Regions from separate parts of the Dromaius novaehollandiae genome. Here region 1 is linked to region 2. The links are chromatin contacts, called in public Hi-C maps. All regions are on one chromosome and are shown on one strand. Each heading gives the region's core, a stretch centred on a gene start, on an enhancer-like site or on the middle of the called end of the contact. The rest is flanking DNA. Distances are from core to core; before and after follow the strand shown. Region 1 holds the start of TWIST1 (twist family bHLH transcription factor 1). Region 2 has its middle 43 kb from the start of POLR1F.

The links. A called contact is a pair of places that touch in the nucleus more often than the background predicts.
Region 1: a contact with region 2 is called in a Hi-C map of liver, with 7 times the contacts expected there. The contact joins the promoter of TWIST1 here to the enhancer-like site in region 2. A contact is called at or near these places in 3 of 4 Hi-C or Micro-C datasets (brain, liver and ovary).

The regions. Positions count from the first base shown.
Region 1 is chr2:41,348,341-41,351,640 of bDroNov1.hap1, forward strand. It overlaps TWIST1 (twist family bHLH transcription factor 1), which reads left to right and starts at 1,283. Exons shown (of 2, transcript XM_026104993.2): 1 at 1,283-2,244; 2 at 2,852-3,300. The coding sequence starts at 1,306. The coding sequence ends at 2,199.
Region 2 is chr2:41,181,322-41,184,384 of bDroNov1.hap1, forward strand. No RefSeq gene overlaps it. Among named protein-coding and RNA genes, the nearest start is that of POLR1F, 43 kb to the left of the region's middle. Within about 2 kb of position 1,565, at least 1 of the 2 cell types and tissues checked has open chromatin away from gene starts, as enhancers often do.

The DNA.
Region 1 (3,300 bases), core at 33-2,532, 170 kb after region 2:
GGTCCCGGCCTCTCGCAGCGCCCGCAGCGGGAGGCCTCTCTGCAGCGAGCGAGCCCACGCTCAGGGGGGAGCGACGGCCCTTTCCTGCCGGAGCCGAGGGCAGTGCTCTTCAAGGAGCCCCGTTTTGTCCCTCTCAGCGTTATCATTTCTCTGTGATTTCGCTCGCCCTTTTCGTCTTCCCACCTCCAGCACGGCTCGGGGAGCGGCTGCGCTGCCCCGGCGCTTGCCCCCTTTGCCCGACCCAAGAGACGCTGCCAGGCCGGCGCTGGAGGGGAGCCATCCTCTCGCGGGGAGCCGCCGTGCTGCACCGCCCCAGTCGTTAGCGGGTGGCAACGCCGGGTTTTCTGTTCCAGGCTTTCCACGTTTGAGCCTGAGCTGTTGTTCAAAAGACTCAGCACCTGCTCTGTGCTGCCAGCGAGGGGAGAGGCGGCAAGAAGGCGGGGGAGGGGGAGAAAATGGCTTTGGCTGCAAACATAAAAGAGAATTTAAAACAAGTAAGCTGGGTTCCCGGGAAGGGCCGGACCTGGGCGCCTGCGGGGAGGCAAACTGAAGCGGGTGCTCAGCGGCCGGAGGCGAGGCAGGGAGGCTCCGCACACCCGGCTTGCCAGGTCGGAGACTGCGGGGACTCGGGTCCTCCTGGGTTTCCCTGCAGAGGAGCTCGGGGACCGCTGCATATGTATAAAGCCAGCGTTTGGTTTTCCCGCTGCTTCCACCTCTGAAGACGGCTTTCTACGAGGGCGCCCCTGCAGCCTGACTGGGCAAGGCTGCCCCGTCCTCCCCCTCCGGCCCGCAAAGGCTGCGCTCCCGCGGAAAGGGGGACCCCGAGGGGCCCCGGGGGCGGCAGCGCGGCGTGTGCGGGAGAGGCAGAGAGTCGGGATGTCGGTGGATGCTGCCCCCCTCCTCCCTCCCGTCCTCTGAAAGCCGTGCCCGCTGCGGCGGGGAAAGTCCGAGGGATGCAGGCTGCCCTCCGGCTGCCGAGGGCCAGCCGCCCCCGAGCACACAGAGCCAGAGGCCGCTCCCCCCGCGGAGCTGTGCGCAGGGTGCGCGGCCACCCCGCGCCGCCCCGCCCCCCGCGCCCCCCCGCCCGGCCCAGAGCGGAGCGCAAACCGGGGCAGCCCGAAAAAGGAACCGCGGAGAGGGAAAAGGAGAAAGGGTCTGGGGCAAGGATGTAAGTGTGTGTGTGGAGGGGGAGGCTAGACCACTTGTGAATGGCTTGAAAAAATAATTGGGGGAGGGCGTGGAGGGAGGGAAGCGGAAACTTTCCTATAAAACTCAGCAAAAGTCCCTCCTCTCCACGTCAGGCCAATGACACTGCTGCCCCCAAACTTTCCGCCAGCAGGAGCTATAAGAACCTCCAAGTCTTCAACTTTCTCCCAATCCCAGACACCTCGAAGGGGCTCCAAGGAGGGATCGGGAGGGATTTTTTTTTGGTTGGCGTTTTTTTTTCTCTTGGATCCTGATGCCGTCCCCCCTCCCCCCAAAGTGAGGTCCTCCCCCCCTCCCTCCCTCCTCCTCCTCCTCGCAGGCCAGCGAAGCAGCCGATCAAGGGGGAGCTGGCGGGTTAGGTGCCCCCCTCTTCTCCCTGCCCTCCCCCCCCTCCCGGCCCGCTTCTTGTGTCTCCCCCCAGAGATGATGCAGCAGGACGAGTCAAACTCGCCAGTCTCCCCCGCCGACGACAGCTTGAGCAACAGCGAAGAGGAGCCGGACCGGCAGCAGCTGCCCAGCGGCAAGAGAGGGGGACGCAAGCGGCGCTCCAGCCGGCGCAGCGCCGGCGGCGCCGTCGGGGCCGCGGAGGAGCCCTGCAGCCCGGCGCAGGGCAAGCGGGGCAAGAAGTGCGGGGCGGGCGCGGGCGGCGGGGGCGGCGGCAGCAGCAGCGGCGGCGGCAGCCCCCAGTCCTACGAGGAGCTGCAGACCCAGCGGGTCATGGCCAACGTGCGGGAGCGGCAGCGCACGCAGTCGCTGAACGAAGCCTTCGCCGCCCTGCGGAAGATCATCCCCACGCTGCCCTCGGACAAGCTGAGCAAGATCCAGACCCTCAAGCTGGCGGCCAGGTACATCGACTTCCTCTACCAGGTCTTACAGAGCGACGAGCTGGACTCCAAGATGGCAAGCTGCAGCTATGTGGCCCACGAGCGGCTCAGCTACGCCTTCTCCGTGTGGAGGATGGAGGGCGCCTGGTCCATGTCCGCATCCCACTAGCAGGCGGCGTCCCCCCCCCCCGCATCCCCCCGGCAGGAGCCCTAGGTAAGCGGGACCCCGGCTCGGCGGGGAGGGCCGCGGGCGCCGGCGGCGCCGTGGGCCGGGCACGAGTGGCCCGCGCCCCCGCGGCGCCTCGGGGCGGGGGGCGAGCGAGGGCCCTGCCTGTCCTGCAGGGCCCGGCCGTGCGCGCCGGCCGCGGAGCGGGGCCGCGGAACCTGCGCCCCGGGCGGGCCCGAGGAGCGCGGCGGGCCGCGGGCCGCGGGTGCGGGACGCTGCCGCAGGCCCGGCCGCGGCGAGGGGGCGGCGGGGACGCGGCGGGGACGCGGCCCCCGAAGCCGGACGGGGCCGGCCGAGAGCGCTTTTTCGCCAAGCGCTGTGGGGCCTGCCGGGCTGCTGGGACGGCTCCTAGCGCAGCTAGTATTTTGAAGTGAATCCACGTCCGCTGCGCGCTTCCCGATGTGCATTTCCTACGGCCCCAGCAGCCCCCTTCCCCTCGGCCCTGATACCGCTAGCTGGTCGAGCTGGGGTGTCCCGTAGTCTTTGCACCGCATGCACGACAGAGGCACACGCTCCCTCCTTTTCTGCGTTCATGCACGGTATATACGTTTCCATAGAGAGAGAGAGGTATAGATATATCTGTCTTTCATTTCAGTAACAAGCTTTCCGCCCTCTCTGGGTTTTTGCAGATGACATTGTTCCCACAGAAGGAGAAAATGGACAATCTAGAGACTCTGAAGTTGGATACCATTTTTGCTTCTTGTCTAGAAAAATATACCAAGGATTTCTTGGAAATTAGAAGAGCTTTATCCAAATTCAAAGCAGGGCGTGGGGAGCACTTAAAGAAAGAGAAAGAGACAAGGGCTTTGGACAGTGACTACCCGTTGGGCGTCCGTACAATCCACACATCTCTGCATTCTGATAGAAGTCTGAATCGTTCGTTTTTTTTTTTTTTTTATTTTGACGAAGAATGTTGGAATTTAACTTTTTTTTATTTGCCTTTTTTGCATGCATTCCCAAGAGGTCGTGCCTATGAGCCACTGATGAAAGGAAATACATTACTGTGGACTTTCTTCATTCTTGAATGAAACCAACCAACCAACC
Region 2 (3,063 bases), core at 315-2,814:
GATGTGGCACCACTCAGCATTTTCTATGAGAATTTTCTCTTCGACTAACAAGATCACTGTTGCATAAAACGCAAACCTCTCAGAAGCAAAATCTTAATGAAAAACCATCATTATCTGGAAGATCTGTCAGGGTCTTCCAAACTGGGCAACTGTGCCTGGGGAGAATGTTTGACAAGAATAGGAGGGCAGATAGAGAGCTTCAAGGCATCTTTGAGCAGCACCATCTGCATGGAGTTTCTAGCAGAGGTTAAAACTGATGCGGAGTTTTTGTTATTCTTTAATGAAAGTCTAGTTCCTATGGAAAATGGATATTAGACCAACATGATGACAAATACTGATGCATATTTTCCACTGTCCAGACAGTTAATTCTCCTTTCTCACATTCACTTCTTTGGTTTAATCATATGATATAATAAAACAGTACTTAACTTTCAAAAACATCAGACAAATATTGAAAGCAATATGCAACCCACAGCACAGTATCTTTCCGTAGTTACAAAAAGTCCTATGCAATCCTACAATTAATGTCAGATTTGATTTCTCTTGTGCTTTTCTGTCCTTATTTCAGCAATAATTTCTGTTTTTCCTCTCTAGTCCTTGCTCAGACTCTCACATTGATGTTTTTTAATGATCACTTACTTCACTTTGTTTATTATTCTAGTTTTCACTTCACTTTGGTATTTTGTTCCTTGTTATTGTTTCAAAATTACATTAAATGTATTTTTTTCCCTCTGTTCTACCTCCCACACTCCCATATTGATATCACTTATTCCACCCTCATTTCCTCTATATTCTTGGATAGTGGTTTATGGATAGAGTCTTTAGCTGAGTGGTGTTTGAACATGGTCACTGGTTTGTTTGTGAGGTGTCTACACCATGTCTGCTTCAACCACTTGATAGAGATTTTTTATAGCTATATTGGTTTGGCAGAACTTACACATATTTCAGCATCATTTTTACGTGGAATGTTGATCTACTTTTTCTAGTTTGTTCCTAACTCTCAAAGTGGGCTTATTACTGCTACTAAGGAGTGCATTGATTACTGAATAAGTCTGATAAAGGTGATTTTAAGCAAGACTTAACACCAAAAGTTAGTACATTGGGATACACATAAAACAAATAGAAATGAAATCAAAATATTTTCAATTCCTGGCTCTATTTGGGGAATTGAAATGAGGATTCTTTGAATTCTGTTGAAGCTAATTATTTCTTGTTCTGATCTCAGGATATTTTTTCCCAGACCTATTTGACTATATTGGCTTTTCTCCAAAAACTGGAAAATATTTTTGAATGAGTGTTTTATCCCAAATTATTCCAAACATTTTCAGCTTATTATTATGGCTGATATTTTTTTGTCTCAGGTTGGCATTCTTTCTGCTCCCAGATACATTTGTTTTTCCTTCCCACTGAAAAACCAATATAATAATATAGAAGCTTAATAACTATTCAGTAGACTTGTCACTGATGTTCAGATTACAGTTTTACTGCTACGTAAACATAAACCCACATTTAAAGAAACGTGCTGCGTGGAGGCAGCATAGGTGTTGTTACAAAACCTGGTGGCTAGAGGGAACTGTTTTTCCTTCTTAGAGAGAGTGGCTCTAATCAGGCAATGAATCTTTTGCTACAGCAAAGTAGTCCATTAAAAGAAAAAGAAGATGGGAAAATCCTTGGAACGAAGACATTAGCATGAATTGAGAAGTACTCACAGTGGAGGGCAGGGGCTGGGAGATGTGTCAACGAAATTTATCATTTCTACAGCAATAAAGAGATCCTTTAGATGTCCCAGTTCAGGTCACACATGGTTAAATGTCCTCCTGATAGCCAGCTCCTTGGCAGCTGTTAGTCACTTTATGGTAATGTGGGTTACCTGGCTGCAGCGGTGGATGTTTTGGTTTCATGCATTAGGGAAGAGGAGACCCAGACCACTAAAAAGAGCAGGGAGTTCACAGAGCAGCAGTAGGTAAGGCATTTAGGGAACAGCTACTGTACTTTTAGGCCCCTAGCCAGGAAATTAATTAAGCACATGCTTAACTTTAAACACGTGAGTAACTTATAGCTTTAGCTGAACTATTTGTACATTTAAAGTTAAGCAGCTTTATGGCATACAGGCATCAAGTTGCTTAAGCTTTGGCATTTTGGCTCCAGCTGCACTCCTAGGTATGGCCACGGAGCCTGGGCATAGGCTCAGTGGGGAAGGGCTTTTGTTTGGAGAGTGTGCTTGGGCTGGTGTGCTGTGAAAACTAAGATGTGGGGAAGCCTGACGTGCACATGTCTAGTATGAAATTGGGTTGTGACCAGCTTGTGTACCTAACCTAGCAATTTGGAAGCACTCCTGGTATGGCAGCGTAGCCTCAGAGACCTATTTTTCTCTTCCCTGTTATTCACAGTCTTGTATAATGCCCTGAAACATCATGTAATAGAGAAAATTGTGTGAGGAGAAGCAAAGCAAGGATGGAAGGAGATGAGGAAGTCACAGTGATTAACACCAACCATTAGCATAACCTCAAATGTCTTTCTTAATGCTACATTATTCCAGTTATATGTGAAACTACATTGAGATCAATGAGGATGGTAGAATGTAGTATAAAACTTACTCTACTCCTCCCTGATACTTGGGCAAAACAGAGACCACAGATCTCTCACAAGCCTTAACTGTTCTTATATGGGCTAGCTACTAGAAGCCAATGACCATAGTCTTTTTAATGGGGTCACCCTTACAAACACAGTAGGATCCAGGTGTAAGCATTTCAGCAAATGTTCTTGCAGATGCACTCCAAATGTTCTCAGCTGTGCTCCAAAAGTACAATTTGCCAAGAACTGTTGAATATATCTTGCATTCAGCAGCTGCAGCTATACTGCTCAAAAAACATCATATTTGACAGCTCCTGCCTGCCTCTTGCCTACAAAGGCAGTTGGCCTGAGTATGGTTGGCCCTGTGATAACATGCTGGGTGTATTCAGGCAGGTGCTGCCCTAGACCTCTGTCCTGTGCAATCATGCCAGGACTGTGCTTACTGACTGCACAGCACACAGGACTGAGCCTGAGCGTGATCTCTGGTCT